Regions from separate parts of the Sus scrofa genome. Here regions 1 and 3 are each linked to region 2. Evidence: chromatin contacts called from public Hi-C and promoter capture Hi-C data. All regions are on one chromosome and are shown on one strand. Each heading gives the region's core, a stretch centred on a gene start, on an enhancer-like site or on the middle of the called end of the contact. The rest is flanking DNA. Distances are from core to core; before and after follow the strand shown. Region 1 holds the start of RAB3GAP2 (rab3 GTPase-activating protein non-catalytic subunit). Region 2 holds the start of LOC110255736. Region 3 holds the start of HLX (H2.0-like homeobox protein).

Evidence for each region. Promoter capture Hi-C pulls out the DNA fragments that hold promoters and counts their contacts. Hi-C and Micro-C count contacts between places; a contact is called where the count stands out from the background.
Region 1: a contact with region 2 is called in a Hi-C map of heart right ventricle, with 6 times the contacts expected there. The contact joins the promoter of RAB3GAP2 here to the promoter of LOC110255736 in region 2. A contact is called at or near these places in 2 of 47 Hi-C or Micro-C datasets (embryonic fibroblasts and heart right ventricle).
Region 3: a contact with region 2 is called in a promoter capture Hi-C map of fetal skeletal muscle, with 12 times the contacts expected there. The contact joins the promoter of HLX here to the promoter of LOC110255736 in region 2. A contact is called at or near these places in 1 of 5 promoter capture datasets (fetal skeletal muscle), 12 of 47 Hi-C or Micro-C datasets (alveolar macrophages, embryonic fibroblasts, fetal skeletal muscle and 6 more) and 1 of 2 datasets of contacts at active chromatin or transcription factors (skeletal muscle).

The regions. Positions count from the first base shown.
Region 1 is chr10:9,826,575-9,829,885 of Sscrofa11.1, forward strand. RAB3GAP2 (rab3 GTPase-activating protein non-catalytic subunit) reads right to left here and starts at 1,756. Exons shown (of 35, transcript XR_002336185.1): 1 at 1,473-1,756.
Region 2 is chr10:11,312,846-11,316,435 of Sscrofa11.1, forward strand. It overlaps LOC110255736, which reads right to left and starts at 1,885. Exons shown (of 7, transcript XM_021065090.1): 1 at 1,839-1,885; 2 at 741-1,183. The coding sequence starts at 1,885. It overlaps HHIPL2 (HHIP-like protein 2), which reads right to left. Exons shown (of 10, transcript XR_002336124.1): 10 at 3,002-3,590. TRNAT-UGU (a tRNA gene) reads left to right here and starts at 531; the gene lies at 531-603.
Region 3 is chr10:10,261,919-10,265,084 of Sscrofa11.1, forward strand. It overlaps HLX (H2.0-like homeobox protein), which reads left to right and starts at 1,523. Exons shown (of 4, transcript XM_021064336.1): 1 at 1,523-3,166. The coding sequence starts at 2,840. MARC1 (mitochondrial amidoxime-reducing component 1) reads left to right here. Exons shown (of 9, transcript XR_002336192.1): 9 at 2,443-2,549.

The DNA.
Region 1 (3,311 bases), core at 506-3,005, 1.5 Mb before region 2:
CTTTTACATGGATTATTGGAATCACCTCCCAACCAATTTCCCTGTTTCTTATCTCTCCTCCACACAGCTGCCAAAGCACTTGACAGGGTGATTCAACTGTGCTGATTAAGCACAAATCTGACCTGCTCAACGTCTTTCGGAAGCATCCCACTCCTGCAAGGCTTCCCATGATCAAGCTCCTTGCTACCTTTACAGCTCATCTTCCCTCCCCTCTCTTTTCCTGGCATCCTCTTTCTCAGTCATTCCGCCTGCCTGAGCTCTCTAAATATCATGCCATTTCAGGCCTTCCTTCCTTTGCTCAGCAAACGCCGCTGCTTCTCCCTGTTCATCTAATTCCTACTTCAATGGCTTCTAGGGAGGCTTAAGTACCACCACTTAAAGTATCCCTAGTGCCATCTGTGCATCTCAATCACACTGTACTGTACAAGCTCACGCACTTGTCTCCGTCAACCATAAGGGCCGAGACAACAGAGTCTATCAACCTTATTTGATTTGCAGCACTGCTGACTGGCACACAGGAAATACTCCTAAACAGGTCTGATTTGATGCCTTCTAAATTTAAAAAAGGAAAGGAGCTTATGTAGTGGAACTTTTATCACCCTTCCAGTAGAGCACAAAGTAACAGCACTCTACTACAAAGCCAAATGTGCTTCGGACAAATGGCTTTTACTACAAAGCCACGTGAATGGAAATACAAAGAAATCAAACAGAAAACACACACCCTTTTCAACAGCAGAAATGTACGAAGTTCTTTAGAACCACGCAGCCGCTAATAAACCAGACTTGCGCTTTTATACTACGTGGGCAAGTCGCACTGTTTGATGATAATAACAGGTTGGAAAGCTTCTCATCTCAAGAAAGCAAATTATTAACGTCTCATGGCCACGCTACTGTAATTTCAGGCCCGATGTGGGTTCCCACCTCCTGACAGGTCCGTGTCCTTACGTAGGAGACGCCTACGCATCACCTTAGGAGTCCCTCACCTGTCAATCACTCGTTCTCTAAATCTGAACCGGAGGAAAGCTGACGGAAGAAGGCAGAGTGCGGGCGATGGTAAACACTTTGGGAAAGGGCGGCAGCGGAAGGCCACGGTCCCAGGCAAGGACGAGCGCGGAGGGTGAGGCAAAGCCAGGCCAGAGCGCTGACAGCTGGCGAGGAACCGGGAGGAAGACGCGACCTCGGAGCTGGGCGCCGGGGCTGGAGCCACGCGAGGCGGAGGAGACACGCGGGAGAGCGGGGGTGGGGAGAGCGCTCGGCCGGGACCAGAGGAGGCGAGACGCAGGGTCCGGCCAGAGGGCGGGGCGGTTCCGGCGCGAGGCCGACGGCGCCGACGCAGGCAGCGCGGACGCGGCCCCAGGGCGAGGAGGGCAGGGGATCCGCGAGGGGAGCTAGGAGCCGGGGGCCGGAGTCGCGCAGTTGGGGGGAGACTGGACCCCGCGATCAGGGCGTGCGGGGGCGGCGGGGGCACTTACTGGGGTCCCTCTTCAAGGCGCCGCTGGGGGTCTCCTCCCGCAGATGAGGGAAGAGGAAGTCCCGGGCGGCCTGGAGGTCCTGGAAGTAGCAGAACTGGACGATGGAGCAGGCCATGGCTCCGGGGACCCCCGATCGGGCATCCAGCTGGCCTCGCCACCCCTGCCCCCGCCACCCCGCGGCCACCGCCGCCGCCGCCGCCGCCTCCGCGGAGCCGGGAAAGCAGGAGCCGCGCGGGGGCGGGGACACCAGGCCGGAAGCCGTCAGCGCCCGCGGGGCCGCCGTCCGAGCGCTGCGCATGCGCGGGCGGCCCGCGTGACGTGACCGACGGCGGCGTCGACGTGGAGGATGGGGCTGGTTCTGGTCCCAGTCCTGCGGCTGCACCGGGGGATGAAACGTCTTCTTTCTTGTGGCTTTTAGCCAGAGATGATCTAATTGGACGCCGGCCCTCGAGTCATTTAACCAGTCTCCTGGACCTGCCACAATTGGCAGGATCCTGATGGTTGAGCGGATAGTCCCTGTTAAGCCTGCGGCAGGCCAGTTGAGGACGGTATCATGCAAGTATCTGAGTTTGAAAGATATTTCTTCTGGCCATCAGCCCCATCAAGGCTACTTTAAATGCCCTGCCTATAAATTCTCATCGTTCTACGTACGCCTAATATAATGCGTGTTGTGCTGAATTATATTTAGGTTTTCGGCATCCACTTGCTTTTACATTCATTCATTCATGCATTCAACACATTCATTACTCTCTTTTCAATGTCAGCCACGCAAGGCACTGAGTATAAAGCAGGGAACAAAAGAAATAAAATGTTTGTTCCCGTGGACCTCAAAATTCTAGTGGCTGACACAGTTAGTAACCAATGTAATTGAAGTTGTAATAGTGCTAGGAGGAAAAGAGAGTTAAAAAGTACTATGAAAGAACAGATCAGTAGAGTTCCCGTCGTGGCGCAGTGGTTAAGGAATCCGACTAGGAACCATGAGGTTTCAGGTTGGATCCCTGGCCTTGCTCAGTGGGTTAAGGATCCGGCGTCGCAAACGCGGTCATATCCCACGTTGCTGTGGCTCTGGCGTAGGCCAGCGGCTACAGCTCCGATTCAGCCCCTAGCCTGGGAACCTCCATATGCCGTGGGAGCGGCCCTAGAAAAGGCAAAAAGACAAAACCGAACAGTGGACTTTACCTTGTTTTTTCTTTTTCGTTCTGTTTCGCTGAAGCGGAGGTGGAGGGTTGTCAGGATCAGGAAGCAGACTTGATTGTAAACTGCTGAAGGCTGTGATGTCATTAAATTGCGCATTATATCCACCGTGTCTAGCGAGGAACCTGGAACACTGTGCTCAATAAATATTTGTTGGAGGAGTAAATGGAATGTGTATATAAAGTAAATACAATAACTCCATGCTTTTCCAAAGCACTTCCATGTTCATTAAAGTACTTTCCCACATATTCAATTAGATAGTCACAATGCCATCTTGGAAAAGTGTCTTTTCTCAGTTTTTTAGTGAAGGAATTTATCTGTGTGTCTGAGAAGACGCAAAGTCCATTTAAATAATTTTTTCTAGAGAAAAAGAATGTACATATATATGACTGGATCACTTTGCTGTACAGTAGAAAATTGACAGAAGACTGTAAACCAACTATAATGGAAAAATAAAAATCATTTAAAAAAAATAAAATAGGAGTTCCCATTGTGGCTCAGTGCTATCTAACCCGCCTAGCATCCTTGAGGACGTGGGTTCGATCCCTGGCCTGCTCAGTGGGTTAAGTAAGGATCTGGCACTGCCATGAGCTGTGGTGTAGGTTGCAGACACAGCTCAGACCCAGCACTTCTGTGGCTCTGGCG
Region 2 (3,590 bases), core at 635-3,134:
AGCGCGTGCTTGTCATCCTCTCCTTCAGGCAGTGATGGATCGTTTACACAGGAGAGGGAACAGAGCGCTACCTACTCACTGTACCTCTACCATCGGGTAGGACGTGCGTACTCAAAAATGTGTGGAATCAATTAATTCATCCTCAGTCGATTACTTATTTCAGTTACGGGTACCAAAGATACTCCCCCATAACTTCCCTCTAAGTACAAAACTTGATACAATTTGTCATACAAACAACAGACTGGAGAACTTTTTAAGACGTAAAGGTACCATTCATGCACCATTAGAACAGTATTTCATTTTTGCACTTTCCCTTTCAGTAATTATCTGTATGCATAATGTATCGTCGGTATGAATTCGTGTTTGGTAATCATAAACATACAATTTTGAGATTCGGCTTTTTTTTCTGCTTATTACGTTGTCTTTACAATTGTCCGAGATAGTGGACGCCGAGGGTCAGTTAATTGAGACTGCCGGAAAGCAATGTTACTTCCAATGTCCTTGAATTACAGCGCGCCAGGTAGTGAGCAGGCTCCATAGCTCAGTGGTTAGAGCACTGGTCTTGTAAACCAGGGGTCGCGAGTTCGATCCTCGCTGGGGCCTCATCTGCATTTCCGCTTTTTTTAAAAAACCATCCCGCGTAAATACGCACCAGGGATTCCAAAATGAAACAGTGATTTCTAAAAAACGGTACTTCTGGCAGGACTTAGTCCTGAAATATAAATCACGAACATGCTTACCGTGCCTCAGAGCGACCCGGAAGAGAAAATCCTGGAACGCCGCGAAGCAGGAAAAAAAGAAAAATGGTCCACGGTGGCCGGCGCTACCCGAATCTGCGGCCAGAGCGCCGGAAGAGAGGGCGCAAGGCGCCGGGGGCTCGTTTTCAAAGCCCTGCAAACCCAGACCCCGCGCCGAGTTACGAAAGGCAGAGGGCGGCGACGCGGGGACCTCGACGGCGCGCGGCGCGCGGCGCGGGTGCGCGGGGCGGGCGGGACGTGGCTGCGCCTGCAGTGACGCCGCGCGGCCGCCTGGTGGCGCTGGAGCCCGGCTCTCGCTGGCCCGACCCGCGGCGAGGGCGCCTCCAGACCCTGTTGCCGGGCCCAGAGATTGGCCCGCGTGGCCTGGACGAGGACACGTGGCAGCTTGGCGTTCAGAGCCCAGCTTGGCGCCACCATCCTGCCCCCTACGAGAGAAAGAGGGAGCGATTCCCCGAAATAAACGGGCCCGGGCTGCGCGGGAAGCCAAGGTTTGCAGTTTTTACCCTGAATTCCCGAATGCTGGGTGACTATAGTCACCAGTGCCCTTTCTTTTCTGTTTCTTTTTTTAAGGGCCACGAGTGGCATATGGGAGTTCCCAGGTGAGGGGTCGAATCAGAGCTACAGCTGCTGACCCACGACACAGCAATGTAAGATCCGCGCTGCATCTGCTACCTACACCACAGCTGGTGGTAACCACGGATCCTTAACCTACCGAGAGAGGCCAGGGATCAAACCCGCATCCTCATGGCTACTAGTTGGGTTTGTTTCCGCTGAGCCACAACGGGAATTCCCCAGAGCATTTTCTGAATACAGAAATTGTCCGCACCCAGGATGTTTTGATAAAGGACTGTCTATAAACTAGCCCCCTGCCACATGAAACCATTGAGTGCCTGAAATGTGGCTATTCCAGATTGAGATTTGCTGAAATAAAATACACATTGGGTTTAGAAAATTCAGTACCAAAAAAAAAAAAAAAAGAATGTCAACTATCCCATTAGTAATTTTTAATCAATTACATATTGAAACAATAATACCATAATATACAGGATTAAATAAATTGTGTAATTGCATTAATTTTACCTTTTTTTGGCTACTAGAAAAATTTTAATTAAATGGGCGGCTCCCATTTGCAGCTCTCATATGGGGCAAGTTCAAGGATCCCGAGTCTCATGACCTTGAGTTCAAGTTAATGCTTAACAGTGCTTACAGCAGGTAAGCCTTTCATCTCTTTGGGTCTCCCAGAGCCTGTACTGTGCCTGGCAAGCTGTAAGCATGGCACTTGTTGAGACGAAATCAAGTATCTCCCCCAGCATAACCCAAACTCCACAAAAAACAAGAGAATGTATTTCTTAATCTGGGTTCTTTTGAGGATGATGTGACTGGGACAATTTCTTGGCTTGCAAGATTTTAGCTCTGGATCCTAAAACCCTGGCATTTTTGGTTTTGTTCCATTAAGTCAAATTGCCTATATTCTTCCGGGTACTCTGCAGAATCTGGAGAACTTGTTGAAGCTCTTAGCTCTGTCATTCCTCAAGTACCAGGTTAAAAGCCACCACCCTCCCTGGGGGCCCCCAGAGAGGCTGACAGGGGCGTTGGTTCAAGTCCAGCTGAACAATTCCCCGCTCCCTTGCTGCCGTGGTCCAGGGCAAGTGGCCTAACCTCGCCAGGCCTCACTTCCCTGATCTGCAGCAGAAGTGATGGGGCAACACGCAAGCAGCAAGGTTTTGAGGTTTTGGAGAGTGGATATAAACTTAGCACATAATAGGTATGCAACCTGTAGTCATGTTTGCTATGCTCTCTGCCCCGCAGAACAGTAGGCGCCAGAGGACCTGCCTTTATTCATACCCTCGCTTCAGTGAGGGCGAAGGAGACATCCATTTTAGAGGAGCTCTCCCCCAAAGGCATCACTACAAGCCCCCTCTTAGACCTGAGATGAGGCTTGGGAGTGACACATGGCTCTTAGGCAAACTGGGTGAAGCACGGCAGATTTTTTTTTTTTTTTTCTTTTCTGTCTTTTTCGGCCACCTGGGCATAGGGAGTTCCCGGGCCAGGGATCAAATCCCAGTCGCAGCTGCGACCTAGGCCCCGCTGGGGCAACTGGATCCTTTAACCTGCTGTGCCTGGCCAGGCTCAGAACCTGCGTGCTGGCCCGCAGAGACGCTGCCGAGCCCCTGCCCCACGCGGGAACTCCACGTCCCATTTCTTACCACCAGGCAAGCATCCAGGAGATCAAACACTCCGGGTCCATTTGAGCAAGTGTTGATTTATTGCCTTAGGTCACGGGCACTTACAAACAGGGACACACAGTGGACTTCCAAGCGGGTTTACAGACTGGCAAACAGGCAGCCAGGTAGCCTGGCAACATGGGCTTTGGTCTCGCTGCAGAAGCGGACATGGGGCATCCGGTCAGGTCAGAGGACAAGGTTCTTGAGGAGAAGACCACTGCGCAGCCCAAGGTCAAGCTCTCACCACTGGTCCTCGCCTGCACCCCAGCTTCCCAGGTGTCTAAGGTCATGTGCAGCAGCAGCAGCAGCAGCAGCAGCAGTTCCCCAGGGGCAAACTGGAAGCTCATCCCCTGACCCACCACCTTGACGGAAGCATCAGAGGGAGGCTCCTGCCAGCTCGCTGCCGCTGTGCCCCTCTGCCTGGGGGGGTCTTGGGGCTCTGCTTCCTCCTCCCCTGGGGGCCTGGGGACCACACTCGCTTCTTTGCCCCAGGCCGAGGAAACGGCTTCCTGCTGCTTGTGGGGGAAGCTGGCTTCTTGGAGGGGCCTTTCCGAGAGGAGGCCCGGTCTGGCCTGGAAGTTACAGTTGCGTTGGATGATTTTCTAGC
Region 3 (3,166 bases), core at 273-2,772, 1.1 Mb before region 2:
TGGAGAGGAGGCAGGAGGTCCTTCCCCAAATTTCCTTTTTCGCGTTTCCCTCCGGGAGCTCCGAGTGGGTCCGGGCGGGGCTGATGCCGGTGCAACGAAGCCAAGGGTCTGGGAAAGCCGAGGGACGCGCGGGACAAGTTGCCATTTAAATTGAACCTTGGGCCTAGCGGGAAAAGAGGAGCACGAGGCGGGCGAGGGGGCGGAAACGCGCCCTTGGGGCCTAGTTTTCTCCCCTCCCGCCCCGTGCTCAGGCCTTGAAATGCTGCAGATGCGGTGGTGGGCCCAGCTGGAAACCCAGAGGGCTCGCCTTCCAGCCCGATCTGCACCCTGTGCCCACCCACAGGATCGCGTCTCATTTTGGGGCCGGCTGCCTGGGGCGAGGCCTAAATGCGGCCCGTTTGGTACAGTGAATTCATGCTTAGGCCAAGGTTTGATGTTTGCAACGGAATTGGAAGTGACACCAGAAAAAGGAGGAAGAGAGGGCTTAAGGCCACCAGATCTACGCTGGCTGGCGCTAGCGACTTTCCCCCAGGGCTGCCAAGTTCTGCAGAGGCAGCGCCCTCGGACCCAAGGCTCGCTGGAATCCACAGCCTTTGCATCTATTGCCGGCGCTGGAGCTTTTGAGGGCGGGTCCAACGACTCAGAAGGCCTTATACATCCTTGTTGGCCTCATTGCCCCTGGGCGCCTCTCCCACCCCAGGTGCTAGTGCAGCAGCAGATCCATCATTTCTTTCCACCTCTGCTGACACCTCTGTCCCGGCTGCCGAGAGCTGGGCAAGAAACCCCTTTAGTAAAAGAGGTAGAGAGAGAGACAGAGGCTGGGTGGGGTGGGTGTTGGGTGGAGGGTGTGCTTGTTTTCAGTGCTGGCTGGTCAGAAGTGATTGATTCGTGATTGATACTTTCCGGGAGAAAGTCAAAAGCTTAAGATGACAGCATCTGCAACCCGAGGCTAGAAACCACTAGAAATGAACTAGCCCAAATTCTGGACTCGAGAGAGGCACAGTAAAGTCATTTGCCTTTCTGGGTTTCTCTTTGGTAAGACCTGTTAACTGAAATGAACTTTTAAAAAATGCCACAGAGGTGCGGAAGTTCTGTTAGAAGATGCTTATTAGGACAATCGAAAACAAAAGCTTTCGTGGTTTCATTATTGTTATTATTTTATTTTCTTCCTGAAAATGTGCAAGAAAAGCTCATCTGGGTGGCCTGTGGTTTGTTTGGGAGAGGGGTGGGGAAACCCGTTAGGACTATAATTTAAAAGAGAACGAATTCTTAAAATAGAGATGTTGATGCTGCAGAAAACCCCCCACTACACGCGCTCTGCGCTCTGAAGACCCCAAGTACGAGTGGAAGACCTCGGCCACCACTGCAGCTTCTCCTGCGACCAGGCCCTGTGGGGAAACAGCCACGGGATTGGGAGCAGTATTTAACCCCAAGGAAATCTGCTCTCGTGGGCACTTGCAAAACTACAGACCCCACGTGATCGGGGATGTGGCAGAGGAGGAGGTAGGGTGACATTTCCTACAAGGTACTGCAGAGGAGCGGACCGCGCGTGCCGCTCTCCCTGTTTCGGACGGCGGCCTGTTTTGTTGTCTCTTAGGCTGGGGGAAGGTTTGGCCGCGTCCGAGGGAGACGTTCGTAGACATCCATCTTATTTTGTTTGAAAAGTTACTCATTCAAATTGTCAGTGCGTGACAGCTCGGAATAAAGCTAATTTGTGGCCGCCCCTCCTCTCTTCCCAGAGGATCTCCGAGGCAGAGGAGCGGACGCGGGGCTGACTTGGGTGGGGCTGACCCAGTGCCGCAGCAATCCCGCGCGAGAGCTCAGGGCAGGGCAGCGTAGGGGCGGGAACTCATAAAAGATGGAGCCTTGTAGGGGACAATGACTCTCGGGATAAAGGCCGAGTGGAGAAAATCAGGCCCCACTTAAGTAAAGAGTTGGGAAACCTAGGGCGCCCCCAGAGTCCCAGGAGGCGGGCCTTGCACCCGCGTTAATTTAGGGGAGCACCAGCTTCCCTAGGCGAGCGCTCCAGGAGCGCTGTGACCAACTCTCCACACCTGGCGCCGGTTCGGAGCTGCCGTAGCTGAAGGTTAGAACACCCTGGAACCTCGGTCGGTCCCGGATCGTACTCTTCGGAGAAGGACGCCCGACTGGGCTCAACCCACGCGGCAGCAGCAAACAGTTTGGCGTGGCTGGGGCGTGGCCGAGGGGGCGGGCCACGCCCCCTTACCCAGTTCCCCTCCACTCCCCGCTCCCATTGGTCACCAGCATGGCCAATGAACGCCCTGATCGAGGTCCTACCCTGGGTCTGACTCGAAAGCTCCTGCCAAAACTTTGGGAGTTTTTAGAGAGGAGTTTTTTTTTTTCTTTTTTTTCCCCTCTTATTACTTTTTTTTTTTAAACTAACGGATTATTATTGTTGTTGTTTTAAATTTATTTCTCAAGCCTTAGCTGTTTGGCTGTTTCTTTCGGTGCCCGGCCCCGTCTCCCTGGCTTCCCTGGCTTCCCTGGCTTCCCTGGCGTGTGCGGAGCCGCGCACCCGCCCGCCCAGCCGCCCGAGCGCCCCTCGCTCGCCTCCAGCCCGCGGGGAGCGCGGGCGCCGAGCCGCCTTTAAAGTGAGGCCAGGGCCCGAGGCTGTGACCGGCTGGGATCCGGGCCTCGCCTCCTCCGTCGGTGGCGCTAGGGCTCCCTGGCTTCGCTTCAGTTCGGACCGAGAAGTGTAAGTGGATCGACCCCGGCTGGGCTGCCGCCCCCTCCTGGACTTAGCGCGCCCCTCTCCGCGAACCCACTCACCCACTCGGCCCCGGCAGGCCGCAGCGGCCGCTGGCCTCACCCCGCCAGGATGTTCGCCGCGGGGCTGGCTCCCTTCTACGCGCCCAACTTCAGCCTCTGGTCGGCCGCCTACTGCTCCTCCGCCGGCCCGGGCGGTTGCTCCTTCCCCCTGGACCCCGCTGCCGTCAAGAAACCCTCCTTCTGCATCGCGGACATCCTCCACGCCGGCGTTGGGGAGCCGGGGGCGGCCCCGGAGGGTCTGGCTGGGGCCTCGGCCGCCGCCCTCACCGCGCACTTGGGATCGGCTCACCCGCACGCCTCGTTCCAGGCAGCCGCCAGATCCCCGCTTCGACCCACCCCGGTGGTGGCGCCCTCCGAAGTCCCGGCTGGCTTCCCG